2 separate regions of the Mus musculus genome follow, and region 1 is linked to region 2. The links are chromatin contacts, called in public HiChIP or PLAC-seq maps. All regions are on one chromosome and are shown on one strand. Each heading gives the region's core, a stretch centred on a gene start, on an enhancer-like site or on the middle of the called end of the contact. The rest is flanking DNA. Distances are from core to core; before and after follow the strand shown. Region 1 overlaps Gm40385 (a long non-coding RNA gene). Region 2 overlaps Hdac9 (histone deacetylase 9).

Region 1 (2,724 bases), core at 18-2,517, 270 kb after region 2:
TTATTCCACACATGATTTTCTTCAATAACTTTGGAAGACTATAACGAATGCCTGTTGCACTAGGCATTATGCTTAGTGTGGAAGGGTGAGTTGGTAGAGCATCAAACAGAACAGATATGTGCTCTAGCCTCATGGACCTCACAATCACAAGGATTGAAATGAGAGATGCTTAACATTCTTCCATGAAGCTTGGCTATGAAAGTGAAGAGGGAAAGTAGTTGAGGATTTGATCACCTTCAGAGCCTATGAGGAAAGAGCTAGTAGAGAGAGAAGGCAAACATACAGAGGGCCTTATTGAGCCCTGTTGATGAGACTTTGTGGGTATAGCCCCTGACATTTCTAGGAGACACAATCTCAAATAAACCTCCTGTTCCCTGGATTTTAAAATCTACCCCCACTGCCCCCTTCCACAATGAAACCTGAGTGTTAGGTGCAGTAATTGTGCTGTAGATGTTATCAGCTGAAACAAACAACCATGATGACACCACTGGGACTTCTTACATGGAAGGGGGAAAGCTCTCCAGACCTCAACTCTAGAACCCACAACCCTACTGGCAACCAAGAATTCCCAAGAGTGGGTAGGTAAAACAGTCTTTTGCAGGGATGAGTCCTCCAGCTAATTACCCAATGCCAAGTGCTTAAAATTGAAGTCATGTATGTACAGGTAGCTTACAGATATAACAGGATATATATAGATATATAGATGATATATAGATATATAGTGTAAGTGGTATGTGTGTGTGTGTGTGTACTTGTAAGAATAATTAAAAGAAAATGAGTCCATGAGTTTTAGAGAGAGTAGTTATGTGTATAAAGAAAGAGTTGAAGGAAGGATAGAGACAGTGGAAGTGATATGACTACATTAAAATTTTAAAAATTAATGTGTACTAGTAGAATCACACAGGAGAAAGGCTGGCGATATGGCTCAGAGATCAAAACCATGTACTGATCTTATAGAGGACCCAAGTTCAGTGCTTCCCACCTACAGCATGCCAGCCATCTCTCAACTCCCTGTAGGTCCAGCTTCAGGGGAATCCTATACATCTGCACTTACACACACACACACACACACACACACACACACACACACACACACACACACACACACACACACAGAGAGAGAGAGAGAGAGAGGGGGGGGGGATTTAAAAAAAATTAAACACAAAGCAGTAACTGACAGGCCAAAAGAGACTAGCAAGTTTACATTTGGAATGGGCTCATGCTATATAGTCAGGAAATAGTTTGCAGCTGTGGTTTTAACTGGAAGAAGAAGGAAAAAAAACAGCAACAGACAAATTGTGAAATTGGCTCAGAGTTGAGAGTCTGCAGTCAGGAATGAGGGAAGTCCCTTTAAAGATGCTGCTGAGAGACTTGTCATTCACTGTGAGGTCCTTCATAGAGAACAAGGGTGATGGACAGTTGGATAATAGTGAAGGTATTAAGAGACAGCTGATATCCTTAAAGAGGAAGAGAAGCAGAAAGGGCTAGAAGGATCCCGTAAGAGTTGGAGAGAAGAATGCGTAAGACAGCGTGTAATAAGTCCTCGTAAGAATCCCAGGAGAGCTGTCTATCCAGAGCCAGTGTGCCTCCGGCAACAGCTAAGATAGGCTGAAAACTCCAAATGTCCACAAAATTGGGTCCAATTCCTAAGTATTCCTTAGTACATCGCCTCCGGTGCTCTGCCTGCCTGCTGTTTTGTAGGCTTCCTCAGATGGTTTCTAGGTTTTCTCCTTGGCCATTCAGCACTGAACTTCAGTCTTCTCCAGTTGTCCAAACTTCATACCCTAGTGCATAAGTCCTGTTCTACAATCCTTCTCACTGTTGCTCTGCCTGGGGTGGGGTGGTGGTCTAATTCCTCATTTTGTTGTCTTCTCAGTTTTTAAATTAGTTCTTTGAGATTTTTGTACAATGAATTTTCTCATATTCCCCTCCTCCTCCAACTCTGCTGCGATCCACTCCTACTTCCCTACCCACCCAGCTTTCTAGCCTTCTTCCCCCATCCAGCACAGTTGGTGTTGCCTAGATGCCTCTGGGACTGTGTGGTCTTCCACCAGGGTCCCACCCTTAAAGAAAATTTGTCTTCATCTCCTGGCAACTATCAGATGCCAATAGCTCCTCGGTTAGAGGTGGAAAGTGGTGCCACATCCTCACGCTTACTTTTGTAGGTCTTATGTCAGTTGTCTGAACTGCTATAACTTCGTAAATTCAATTGACCTACTGAGCCCAGAAAACATACCATTTTTCTTGTAACCATCCTGCGTCTCCAGCTCTTACAATGTTCCTGAACCCTCTTCCAAAATGATGCCTGAGCCTTTGAAAGAAAGGATACGAGACTCAGTGGTGAATCTCTGTGTTAATTGCCGTTTACAACAAAATAAAATCTCTTCTGGTGGGGTTTTATAGATGTATTGATCTATAAGTCATTGGGAGTTGGCTTGACACTCTGCCCATTTAGCAGAGTAATAATAATAGCTTTTCCCCTAGGGCCTAGGACTTGTCTAGCCATAGGTTGTTGGCTTTAAATTGATACCAGAGATAGGTTTCATCTTGTAAAGAGGGCTTAAGGTCTAATCAGTAAGTCATGAATTATTCCCACAATGTTCTTGCCACTGTTGCACCAGCGGGAATGTCTTGCCAAGCAGGTCATTGTTGTAGTTTGTAAGCTCCACAGCTAGGTGATTAGTTTCCTCCTCTAGTAACACGTAGAGCACCTTCCGACATTAT
Region 2 (2,728 bases), core at 7-2,506:
AAAGCAACCGTCGTTTTCCACACATGGACCCACTGGAGAATATTATGTTGCAGAAGTAAGTCAGACACAGAAAGTATAACCACCTGATCCCACTTACATGTAGGAATCTAAAACAGATTAACTCATAAAGACCAACAGTAGAATGTTGATCGTGATGGGTTCAGCTTGGAGAAGGGTCTGGAAAGATATTAGTCAGAGGATACAAAATGTCATGTTAGTTAGGCATAAGTTTAATAGATCCTTAGCTTTAAGTGGTAAGCCAATTGAACACTTGGAAACTAAGACTCAGTTTTCAGTGTTCACAACACAAAACAGTATGTGAAGTAATGTATATGTCATTCCAGCTTACCACATATGCTATAAATAATAAACATAACTTGTATTTGTCAATAGAAATGAATATAAATCATCTAACATTGCTAAACTGCTCTATCATAATTGTGTCATGTTTTAGACATGAGGCCCGTTATGCAAAATAAGCTTTGGAATACACTAGCTATAGACAGATCTCCTTAGGCTGACACTAATGATAATTTTTGTTCAGGTTTTCTTTTTCTTTTCATAGTTCAGTAACACATAACTCAGGATAAAACGGGTAACATGATTCTGATCATTTTACTCATTTGCTCCATGTTCCATCACTGAGGATGGCAGACAATGTGCTGAGCATGACTGCCTCTCTCTGAAATGTTCTCCATGGTTACCCAAGATTAAAGCCTTCTCTGTCTATAATAGGCTGTCCTGGGAACCTGTTCTTTTAACTAAATATAATTATCAGTGGCTCAAAAAATATTTTAAAATCTCATTAATGCCCACATACTCTATTCTTTTGTCTCACTAGACCTGGGTGGCTCCCTTATGAATATTACTAAGTGAAGCTCTAGATGTCAGGCAGCTTGGCACATTGACCCTTGGTCTGTGTTACTTATAAAACATGAAGGTGTTATGCTCACCATGATTTCCATGTGTTAACACTGTCCCTGCAGATGTGCAAGCAGGGCTATGCACACCTGCTAGTGCTTTACACAAGCCCAGGTCGTGGTGTCATACTGGACTGGACTGGACTGGAAAGTCTTGCATGTCATACTGGACTGGACTGGACTGGACTGGAAAGTCTTGCATTCCTCAAAGGCACACCTCACACTAGAAATAGTTACAACAAAAAGCTTAAAGCTTACTTACTAACGTTATGGCAATGTGAGTTAATCCTACTAAAATAACTGTGATGGTTTACATGATGAGATGGGCCCTATACACAAAGCCACAAAGCCACAAAGCTATGTGGATGGCTGGTATCTGTTTTAAGGGAAGTCACATCTGCAGCTTTGAAGCTGCCAGCCAAACTAGCTCCTAACAGAAAAACAGAAAATATTTTTTTGAAATATTGATTAATCAAACACAAATATTTAGCAGACATAATGAAAAATGCACCAAATGTACCTGTCTCTGTGAGAAATAAAGTATTTACTGCTTAGTGACAAAATTAGAGATTTAAAGTGAAAAATAAATTTTGAAAATGACATTGGCCACCACGGTATTTTCACAGCACTCAAGCTCTTCAAATGAGATAAATGCTACAATTAATGTAGGAGATTGATGAAAGGTCACATGATGAGTTATATTGACATCTGGAAAATCTGAATAACTGATGCAACTATGCATTCTCAAATAGTCAGGGAATGTTGTTCAAAGTTCATAGAGACAAATAGATTTTAATATAAAAGAGAACAAAATATTTTGAGAAGAATCATTAACTCTGTGTAAATCCATACCACAGTCATCCTTTTGAAAATTACTACTTAATTTAGGCTTCATATTGAAGAATATACTTAACTGTCTGGGATAGGCCTTAAAACACACTAATCTATTTGCTGTAGATTGAATGAAGAAGCCAATGAGAAAAATCAAGTCGTCTTGTATTAAGAGTTAAGGTAATTTTCAAAAGGTAAGCTATGCTATTCTCATTCATGGCTTTTTTTTTTTTTTTTTCGGTTTTTTGAGACACGGTTTCTCTGTATAGCCCTGGAACTCACTTTGTAGACCAGGCTGGCTGGCCTCAAACTCAGAAATCCGCCTGTCTCTGCCTCCCAAGTGCTGGGATTAAAGGCGTGCGCCACCACCACCCGGCTCTCATTCACGTTTTTAAAGAACTATATTACAGAAAAGCAGTGTATACATCAACACTTACATGTTGCTTCTATTTGAGTGCCATGGCTGTAGGTCACTAGAAAGTGTGCTGTGTCTCAAGCCAAGGGGATTCAGCCCTAAAGACACTGGACCTGGTGGTGCATGCCTGCAATTCCAGCACTTAGCAGATGGAGTCGGAATGATCAGAAACTTAAGATCAGCTTCAGCTGTGTAGCAAGTTTGACGCAGCCCAAGATACATGAGATTCCATTACAGAAACCAACTTGAGAAAACACACAACAAACATGGCACACATAGGAATATTTTTTTGTCTTTTTTAAAATTAGGTATTTATTTCATTTACATTTCCAATGCTATCCCAAAAGTCCCCCATACCCTCCCCCACCCACTCCCCCACCCACCCACTCCCACTTCTTGGCCCTGGCACTCCCCTGTACTGAGGCATATAAAGTTTGCACAACCAATGGACCTCTCTTTCCACTGATGGCCAACTAGGCTATCTTCTGATTCATATGCAGCTAGAGACACAAGGTCCAGGGGGTACTGGTTAGTTCATGTTGTTGTTCCACCTATAGGGTTA

The links. HiChIP or PLAC-seq counts read pairs in DNA pulled down with a chosen protein or histone mark.
Region 1: a RAD21 HiChIP or PLAC-seq map of pro-B cells shows a contact between it and region 2, with 2.5 times the contacts expected there. The contact joins two enhancer-like sites.

What each region holds. Positions count from the first base shown.
Region 1 is chr12:35,010,359-35,013,082 of GRCm38.p6, forward strand. The region is part of intron 2 of Gm40385 (a long non-coding RNA gene); the gene reads right to left. Among named protein-coding and RNA genes, the nearest start is that of Gm40385, 9.8 kb to the right of the region's middle. Within about 2 kb of position 1,268, at least 14 of the 459 cell types and tissues checked have an H3K27ac peak or open chromatin away from gene starts, as enhancers often do. A contact at or near this core is called in pro-B cells, where this site is marked.
Region 2 is chr12:34,742,580-34,745,307 of GRCm38.p6, forward strand. The region is part of intron 3 of Hdac9 (histone deacetylase 9); the gene reads right to left. Among named protein-coding and RNA genes, the nearest start is that of Gm46347, 44 kb to the right of the region's middle. Within about 2 kb of position 1,257, at least 7 of the 459 cell types and tissues checked have an H3K27ac peak or open chromatin away from gene starts, as enhancers often do. A contact at or near this core is called in pro-B cells, where this site is marked.